Linked DNA regions of Rattus norvegicus: region 1 is linked to region 2. The links are chromatin contacts, called in public Hi-C maps. All regions are on one chromosome and are shown on one strand. The core of a region is the stretch at or near the end of the contact, and the rest is flanking DNA. Distances in the headings are between cores, read along the strand shown. Region 1 overlaps Myo1e (myosin IE). Region 2 holds the start of Myo1e (myosin IE).

Evidence for each region. Hi-C and Micro-C count contacts between places; a contact is called where the count stands out from the background.
Region 1: a Hi-C map of frontal cortex shows a contact between it and region 2, with 2.6 times the contacts expected there. The contact joins the enhancer-like site here to the promoter of Myo1e in region 2. A contact is called at or near these places in 3 of 12 Hi-C or Micro-C datasets (Schwann cells, frontal cortex and mammary epithelial cells).

Annotation. Positions count from the first base shown.
Region 1 is chr8:79,945,074-79,949,803 of GRCr8, reverse strand. The region is part of intron 26 of Myo1e (myosin IE); the gene reads right to left. Among named protein-coding and RNA genes, the nearest start is that of Ccnb2, 34 kb to the left of the region's middle. Within about 2 kb of position 1,358, at least 1 of the 93 cell types and tissues checked has an H3K27ac peak or open chromatin away from gene starts, as enhancers often do.
Region 2 is chr8:79,766,060-79,770,860 of GRCr8, reverse strand. It overlaps Myo1e (myosin IE), which reads right to left and starts at 2,033. Exons shown (of 28, transcript NM_173101.2): 1 at 1,744-2,033. The coding sequence starts at 1,746. It also overlaps the pseudogene Rpl37a-ps11.

The DNA.
Region 1 (4,730 bases), core at 109-2,608, 180 kb before region 2:
AAAATGGCAACCGACATTTGCAGTCTTGGCTTCAATTCTTTCATCACGGACTATAGGTATATCACATTGCAGTGCCCTGAGGGGAACTAACCAGCATACCCTGTGGCCAGATCAAGAGCTGCTACGAATCAGGGGTGGGGGTGTCTCACTATGTAGCCCTGGAAGGCCTGGAACTCACCCCATAGACCAGACTGGCCTGAATCTCACAGAGACTATCTGCCTCTGCCTTCTGAGTGCTGGGATTAAAGATGTGCCCTACCATGACTGGAAAAAAAAAATTAGGGCGGAGCTTTACTGCGAGTGCACCTCGAAGGGGCTGTAAGCCCACGGCTCCCTCTGTATGGTGCAGTGTCATCTGGAGAAGGATGGTGTGCTGAGGACAATGGCGGCAAACCCAATGACGTGCAGGAATGCCACTGAGGCTGAGGAAGCTGGGGGTGTAGCTCAGTGCTAAAGCATTTGCTTAGCACGTGCAAGGTCTGGGCTCTATCCCCAACATTATAGAAAAAAGAAAAAAAAAAAGGAGGAAGGAAGGAAGGGAGGAGAGAAGACAGACAGATAGACAGACAAATAGACTTTGTTGGAATGATAATCAATGTAGTGAACTTTGAACAAACGTGAGGTGCTAATGAGGCCATTTGATATCAGCCATGGCATGAGGGCCAACAGAAATAATGGCTGTGTGAAATGTGTCTGTAAGGAAGAATGTGGAGAGGTGAGAGAGAGGAAGGCAAGACAAAGCCAGGACGTGAAGACCCACAGGAGGCTGTGGGGGTCTGGGTCTCGGGTGGTAAATTCAAGGTGAGCCTTTGGCACTTCGATCTCAATAGGGATCCTCATGTTTATGGAGAAAGTACGGATTTGGGGTTCTCTTTGAGCTTCCACATAGTTTGTCTTTTGGCAAAGAGAAACTGTTAAATTTAGGTAACCACAGGCTCCTAAAATGGCACCAAGTTCTCTGCCACATTAAAAGCTGAGTTTCCAAATCTGTACTGTAGAAAGCAAATGCTAGTTTCCTATGCCCTTATCCCCTTGTTTGCTTTTTTAGAAAAATATTTTTTTATTTTATGTAAACGTGTGGTTTTTCTTGTATGTGCACCTGCATGCAGCACCCCAAGAAGCCAAAAAAGGGTGTCTGAACCCCTTAGAACCAGAGTAAAGTGGGTTCTGAGCTACTATGTGGGTCTGGGAACTGAACTCAGGTCCTCTGTGAGAGCAGCCAGTGTTCTTAACCATTTAAACCATCTCCTCAGGTCCGTCCCCCTTGTGTTTTTCTTTCTTTAGACACATGGTCTCAGACTTTAGCTGACGTTAGCCTGGGTCTCAAACTTATAGTAATCCTTCTGCCTCAGTCTCCTGAATGTTGGGATTATAGGTGGAGCCGTCATGCTCAGCTAAGTTCCTATTTTGTTAAGGACACTGTGTCTACAAAGCAGGCCTAAGTGTAGAATGAGGAGACTGGCTTGAATTCTTGTAGCTACTGAACTGCTAATGTCAGAGTTAGACATATACAGACAGGACAGTCACATTGCCTATTGTACAGTTCTTCCTCCTGGCCGGTCTCCAAGACAGCAGTGTACATACAGGGGATCAGGAACTGAAGGCAGGGAAGGGTGTGATAAGACCTCAATGGGGCTGGAAGGGAGCAGTCTTGGTGAAGACCCAAGACCCAGCATTTCTACACTGCCTACTTTTGGCTGACAGATGCTCCCACCTGGCCCATATGCAAGTCTGCAACTTGCAAGGCAGGCTGAAAGGGTGGTGTTGCTTGCCAAAACCAGAGCAAACAGAGAGCCAGCAGACAGGGCGAGGAGACGTGAAGTGGTGATTGCTTATCATCCCCCTGTCTGCTCTGGAACACAAGACGTGGGGCCCAGGAATAATCTTGTGACTATTTCAGGGATGCTCACATATATGAATAGCACCTGGGTCCTTCAGTGAAAAGCCTACTACCTCAAAAGTGCCTCCCCACCCACCTTTCCTGAACCTTATCATCAAACCTAAGTTGTCCTTTAGACAACTTCTGAAGGTCACCATGTGGTCCTTCCTTGGAGGACTGTCATCAGTATTGCCTGGGGACTTGGTAGAGATGTAACCAGGAAGACAACTTACTTGGAACTTGCCTTGCCACGGGAGGACCTCGGTTCAGATAACCAGTACCCACAGCAGAAGCCAGATATGGCAGCCAGTGCCTGCGATCCCAGAACTGGGGTGGTGGGGAGAGGAGGATTTCTAAGGCTGATTGCCAGGCTGTTTAGCCAGTTAGTAAGCTCTAGGCTTAGTGAGAGACCACAAAGAGTAAGACAGTAAGAAAAATGACATCTAAAATCCACACACGTGTATGTGACACATGCTCGTGCATGCACACACACACGCACACAGAGGCATGCACACACACACACACACACACACACACACACACACACACACACACACACACGCAAAGGCATGCACTGCCATGGAGGTGCCCAGGAGGCACCCATGGGGAGCCCTGTTCTTTCTCTCAGCATAAGTCTATTTTGCAGACTCTTCTCCTGGTTCTCCTTTAAGATTTCTCCAGTGTTCATGAGACAACAGAGAGAGGGAAAACTGGAAATGGATATGAGGAACAGGAGGAGGGAAGAAGTAGCCTGAAGCAGGTCCTCGGCTGGATTCAGCACACAGAGCTTCTAGCTCCACAACTCAAAGATCAGTTGGAAGATATCTTAAAGTCACTAGGTGGGGCCAGTGAGATAGCTCAGTGGGTAAAGGCGGATCGCTGACAAATCTGGGGATCTTAAGATTCCTGGAACCCATGTTGTGAAAGGAGAGGAATGACTCCAGAAAGTTGTCTTCTGACCTCTGCATGTGCACCATTATGTGATATGCTACCCTTCTCAATACAAGCAAATGCACACAAAACAAAACAAAAAAAAAATAAAAAACATAATGTCACTAGGTCAAGTATAATCTCATGGTCATTTTCACTGTCATCAACATTATCACTACCACCATCATCACCATATCTTTATCATCACCATCAGCATCACCACCACCACCACTACCATCATCATCATCATCATCATCATCATCATCATCATCATCATCATCATCATCCTGGTCAAGCAACTGCTGACTGAGTTGTCTTCTATATACAAGTACCATGCTAAGCATATAAAGTGTATCACACCTTCTCCTAGCATGCCTTCACATGACGGTATCACATCGGTCTACACAAAGAAGCCAAAGCTCAGGGAAGGTAAGTGGCAAGCTTCAAGCGTCCTGATAGGTTTTCATTGTTAATTTGAAGTAACCTAAAGCCATCTAAGAAGAGGGAACCTCAGTTGAAGACTTGCGTTGATCAAATTATCCTGTGGTCATCTCTGTGAGAAACAGTCTTGATTAATAATTGATGTGGAAGAGCCTAGCCCACTTTGGGTGGCACCATCCCTAGGCAGAGCCTAGGCCTATATTGTATAAGAAAACTAGCTGAGTGAGCTGGAGCGCCAATACATAAGCGTAAGTCTTCCATGGTTGACTGTAAGCCTCAGTGATGGATTGTGACCTGGAAGTGTAAGCCAAACACTTTCCTCCCCAAGTTGCTGTGGTCAGAGTATTTTATCTCAGGATAGAAAGCAAACTAAAATGTAAGGTACTGGAGATTAAGTTATAGCTCTCCCTCAGGCTTGACTTGTGCATCTGACAATCCTACTTAGCAATGATCAGACACCCTGGGCCTGAATTCTAAGGTGCTCCTTAGCGCTTGAGGCCGTTATGCTAAGCACTCACATCTCAGAGGACATGAGGATGGGATGTTTTTTAAATACTTTTGGAAATGTATTTATTTGTGTGCGAGTGTGCATGCGTGAGTATGTGGATGTGTGCATATGAGTGGCAAAGAAGGCTCTCTGAGGACAAAAGCTACGAAGAAAGCTCTGAGGTCAGACCAGCTGCCTGGGAGGGCTTTAGATCAGAGTCACTTGGAAAGGACACTCAACCTGTTGAGCTGCCTGTGGGCTGCACAGTGTACCCCAAATTTCCCAGCTTTGGTGGGCTGTCATCCATGTTGGGTGGGCCTGCGGGATGCCGCTGTCCTTGAGTAATTTCTGCTCCTGTTACCTTTTCCCCATATTCCCGTTAAGTAACTTGAAGCAAAATTCATTGGTTCACCAAGTAAGACTTTGGAAGTACTGTACTTCGGTCTGTTAGGGGTTCTCTATCTGGGGTATTACATCTCTTCAGGGAAAGTTTTGTTGTACAACCATCATAACCCTCCCTGGTCCAGGATCTTGAGGAAATCCAGGCTCTCTGGTATCTGAGACAATCGGTCTGAGCCTGTGGACTTTGCCTTGGCAAGGGTGGGTTGGCCATAGAGATGTACAGGCTTTTCTGATTGGACCTCTGTAGGTGCTGGAAACAGAACCCACGTCCTCTACAAAGATATGTGTTTTTAACTGCTGAGTCGTTTCTTCTTAGACCCTGGTACCCTATTCTAAATGTTGCTAAAACTAAGAATTGTTACATTCATGCTGCTGCAGGTACAGGCACAAACAATAAAGCAAATAACCATCATCCCTCAACGATAAAAGGAAAACGTAAAGATTACCGAGTAGCAGATTCCTGTGGCTGACTGAGAGCAGGTGGCTGGTGATAGGAGGGGCTGAAATGCATGGTGCTACTTTTAACTTGGTCTCGCAGCCATGGATCCTAGATTGCAGTACTTGGGTAGAAAACTGAACTTGAGAACTCAG
Region 2 (4,801 bases), core at 784-3,283:
GGACTCATAAGACACACCTCCTCCACCTCTGATGGACCAACTCAGCTACCCCAAAAGCAAGGAGCTAAATTGAGCGTGTTTTCCCACGTCTCTGGAAAAAACACCACAGGCCAATTTTGGATCTACACAGCCAAAAAAGTGAGTTTACAAAGGATTTTTCTCAAGGTATCACTTAAGCAGTTAAAGATAGTAAAATTCTTTAAGTCCTTGACCATAAACACATTGATTTTTTTTTTTAAGGAAATATTGAACCATGGAAAGCAATTCTTAGGCACCAGGACTCACACGGTTCAGATTCAAGCGGTCAGAGACCGGAGAAACTCCACCCAATGCAGCTCAGGGCATGCTCTGAGAGTGGACTGACTTCTGAAACCTCGAAACTGGCGGAGGAAGCTTATTTATAAATGAAGTATTTGCTCTCGGGGGCAAAGGTGAGATAATTTTGAACTATGAGGAAAGTAAAAGCTTGGGGCCAGGATGCCTTTTAAAGGTTTCGTTTGTTTTAAAATCATTCTTTTGAATAAACAGCGCGAGGGTAAGGACTGTTTGTAAGCTCAATGTGGGTTCAACCCGGCCTGCGGGGTGGATGCTTGGCGCTGGGGATCTGGGGATTTCTCAAGCCAGCGCTATGCTAGGCATCTTTTTTAGTAAGCTTCCCCCTCACCGCCAGTAAACAACGAGAAAGTCAAGAGGACAAGTTCCTCCACCAAGAAGCAAGTGTGGAAACTTTGAAGCCTTCTAGAATTTTTAAAACTTTTTTTTTTAAGTTTTTAAAAAGTTTTTCTTTTCTTTTGGTCCGGGTGGACTGGCTATCTCTTCAAAATTCAATCTTTGTTTTCGTCCTTTGGTAGGAAAGCCACACCACGGCAAAGTCCAGGGGATGTGGCTAAGGTTATTGGAACTGTGAGAGGAGGGTAGTTAGGCTGGGGACTCCTCTGGGTAGTGGCAAAAGTCTCAAATGAGTTAGAGAGAGGCAGTCCATGCCATACACTCCCCCAAGTGCCAAGCGGAAAGGAACAAAACCGGGAACGTTCTCGGAGAGTTGTGGCATGTAGACCAGGGTGGCGGTCCTCTCGAGCTGGGGACCGGGTGGAGCCCTCCGCAGGAGGTGTTTACCCCACACAGGGACCCTACGGGCCTGGGCTCCCCGCCAGCGTGACTGCCCCTGCGCGCTGTCGTCACAGGGTCCCCGCAGCCCGGGCCACCGCCAGGTGCTCCGCGGTACCTGGAGCCCCTGCCTGCCTTTGTGCAGCGCTCGGCCCATCACCAGCGCAGGCGGGGCTGCCCGGGTCCTCCCCGATGCCAGGAGGGCAGCTGCGGGATCAGCCTGCCAGGGAGCTCACGCCGGTGCCTGCCCAGGGGAGAGGACCCGAGGGACACAGGCGTGCCCCTCACCTTCGCTGGAGGAGAACAGAGTCTCCAGTCCCACGACTATGCGGGTGAAAACGGACATACACACTCTCTGGCTTCAGACAGCTGGCAGCCACAACAACACTGCCACCAAAACTTTGCCGGCGCAGAAAGTCACTTCAGAGAGTTTTCCTTGCCACCCTTGGTCCCTCTTCCCGGCTAAGACCGGTTTAACTGCAAACGGCAGGAAATCAGAGCTCCAGAAGTGCATACTCCCGCGTCCACCTTCTCCACCCCCTGGCCTGGGCAGCTTGCCCAAGGTAGGTGCCCGCTCTGGAGCTTCCTGCCCTCTCCCAGGGTCAGGCGTCCTGGGACGCGGCGCAGCCAACTCACCATGGTGACTCCCGCCGCGGTCGCGCCCCCGCCGGGTCCGGCTGCCTAGGCACTAGGGTTGGAACGCGGTCTCCTGGGCGAACTTCAAAAGTTGTTCCCCTTCGCCAAAAAACAATCTCCAGACACCCAAGCACTCACAGGAGCCAATGGAAACCCAGAAGGGACTCCATCCAGGCGGGATCCAAGACTCTGGGTGAAGGCAAAACTTAGCAGACCCGGTGCACACTCCGACCTGGCGATCCCCAACTGTCTAGAGATGCACCCTGATGCGCTCTGCAGGACTGCCTGTCCAGCTGCCTTGCCTGGACCTCCTTTCCCTTAACACTTAATCCAAACTCTTCTCTGGCTCAGGCTGGGCTCGGGCCGGGCAATCTGTCCATAAATGGAGAATTCAGCACAGGCCTGACCAATCAGAGTTTGTTTTCGCAGCGTCACTCCTCAGAGAAGCCGAGGTAGCCAACAAGCGTGAAACTACAAGAGTTTCCAAAGGCCTCTGGATCTTGTAGTCCTGCGGCCTCGCTACCCTGCAGAGCACGCTGCTGTCCCATCGGTCCCCAAGGAGCCACCCCCAAACCGAAAGGATGAAAACACTTGGGGTGAGTGGGAAACCGCTCTCGTGTCTCTTCTCATTAAGGAGAAACTTAGCATCGATTTAGCTCCTACGCACAAGTCGCATGATTTTCCTAGATTCTTCTTTTTTAAAATAAGTATTTCAAAAAGTATTTATAAAAGATCACAAAGTCGCAGCCCAAAGGAAATCCTTCCTTCCTTCCTTCCTTCCTTCCTTTCTTTCTTTCCTTCTTTCTTTCTTTCTCTCTCTCTCTCTCTCTCTCTCTCTCTCTCTCTCTCTCTCTCTGGATTGTGAAGAAAGTCGAAAACATTTCCTCCACCGGTCCTTTATACCTGAATTCATTTCCTTGGGAACGGAGGAGATTGAGAGGGAGGGGGGAGGGAGGGAGGGAGGGAGGGAGAGAGAGAGAGAGAGAGAGAGAGAGAGAGAGAGAGAGAGAGAGCTTGGTCCTCTGCGGTGTCCGGTTTCAGGAAACCAGGTAGCCTAGGAGGGAGGGGAACACAGATTCCTAAACACGATGAGGGAGTCTGACTCCTAGTGAAGGGAAGCAAACTCGCAGGGCCACCACGGGGCTGCGCTCCCAGTGTCTGAGGAAGAAAAGTTCAGTAAGAAAAGTTCCAGAGCACAGAATATCTTGAGATTCGGTCGTCCCCCTTCACGTGAATCTATAGTAAAATAAAATAAAAAAAAAAAATCTTGGCTAGTTAGAGTTTTGCACTTTGTTTTAATGTGGTGCACACCTACCGAGGACTATGGCCAAACCAGGAAAAGGAGTGAATGCTGATACACCCTGCAACAGAGATGGAAGGACCCAGGAAAACTATTATGTGAAAGAGGTCAAGGTTCAAGTTCACCAGGTGCCATTCCATGTGTTCTAGCGGTGGGTAGGGAACACTGCTTAGAGGGAGTAGTAGATCTTGGCTGCTTGGGGGTGTGGAGTGTGGCCTGACAGCGGATGGAACAAAGGGGCTTTGTCTTGGGGGGTGGTCCAAGGATATCCCCTAGGTACTGATGGTGGTGGTAAAACTGACTAGACCCCAAACCACTGAATTGTAAGTTTCCAAGTAAGAATCTTATGGTATGTGAATTACATCAATTTTTTTTAAAAGGGGGGGGAGCATATGTGCACTTCGGAGGACAACTTGTGGGAGCTTGTTTTCCCTCCACCATGTTGGTCCCAGGGGTTGAACTCAGGCGGTTAGGTTTGGCAGCGAGTGCCTTTAATCACAGAGCCATCTCACAACAATTTGAAAGGAAGTCATGTTTGAATTTTTGTAACCATTTCCCGTTTGGGCAATATCTTAGTTAGGGTTTTACTGCTGTGAGCAGACACCATGACCAAACCAAGTCTTATAAAGAACAACATTAACTGGGGCTGGCTTACAGGTTCAGAGGTTCAGTCCTAAGGTGGGAGCATGGCAGCATCCAGGCAGGCATGGTGCAGGAGGAGCTGACAGTTCTACATCTGCATCTGAAGTCTGCTGGGAGAATACTCACTTCCAGGCGCTAGGCTGAGGGTGACTCACCTGGACCTGGAGGACCTACCTGCTTTGCCAGTGTGAGGACCCGAGTTAGATCCCTAAAACCAATGTGGAAAAAACAACTGAGGTGTCATGGGATGTTGGGGGGACAGATATAGGCAGAAAAACTTAGGGTTCACTGGCCAGGCAGCTCAGCCTACTCCTTGATTTCTAGGTCAATAAAAAACCCTAATCTCAAAAACAATAAAGACAGAGGCCTGGAGGGGTGGCTCAGTGGTTAAGACCGCTGGTTGTTCTTGCAGGGGCCTGCGATTTGACTCCCAGAAATGGTTGCTCACATTCCTTTGTCTATTTGTAATTCTGGAGGCTGAGGCAGGAGGATTGCTTCAGTCCAGGAGGTCTAGCCAGCCCGGATAAGAGTGAGACCCCATTAAGACGAAAACAAAAAAATATAATCAGAAGAGAGAGAGAGAGAGAGAGAGAGAGAGAGAGAGAGAGAGAGAGAGAGATAGATGACAGCCAAACCTTTGACACAGCAGGCGTGACCTTGTGCCCAGACGTGGCTCTTTATGTCACTGAGGCGTGCCACCTTCAAAGATGTATAAGGCATTTTAAGAACTCAGGAACAGAGATCCCCAAAGAGGAAAGCTGAGCTTACAGGCAACACAAGGAACATTAGGTTTTGGGCCCAAAATAATGACACATACCTAAGCCACCTATCCATGGCTAGCCTCTATGTCTCTGTCTCTCCTCTCTCTCTGTCTCTCTCTCTGTCTCTCTCTCTCTCTCTCTCTCTCTCTCTCTCTCTCTCTCTCTCTCCCTCCCTCCCTCCCTCCAACAAGATCTCTTTAAATAACCCAGGCTAATCTTAAACCTCCAAGTTGTCCTATATTGATACTGCAGTCTAACTTACTGGTTATGTGGGATATATTGAAGACTGCTTTAAAACTAATAGCCAATTTTATTATTACTTGAGGGTTTTAGTTTGGTTCTATTTTTTGAGACA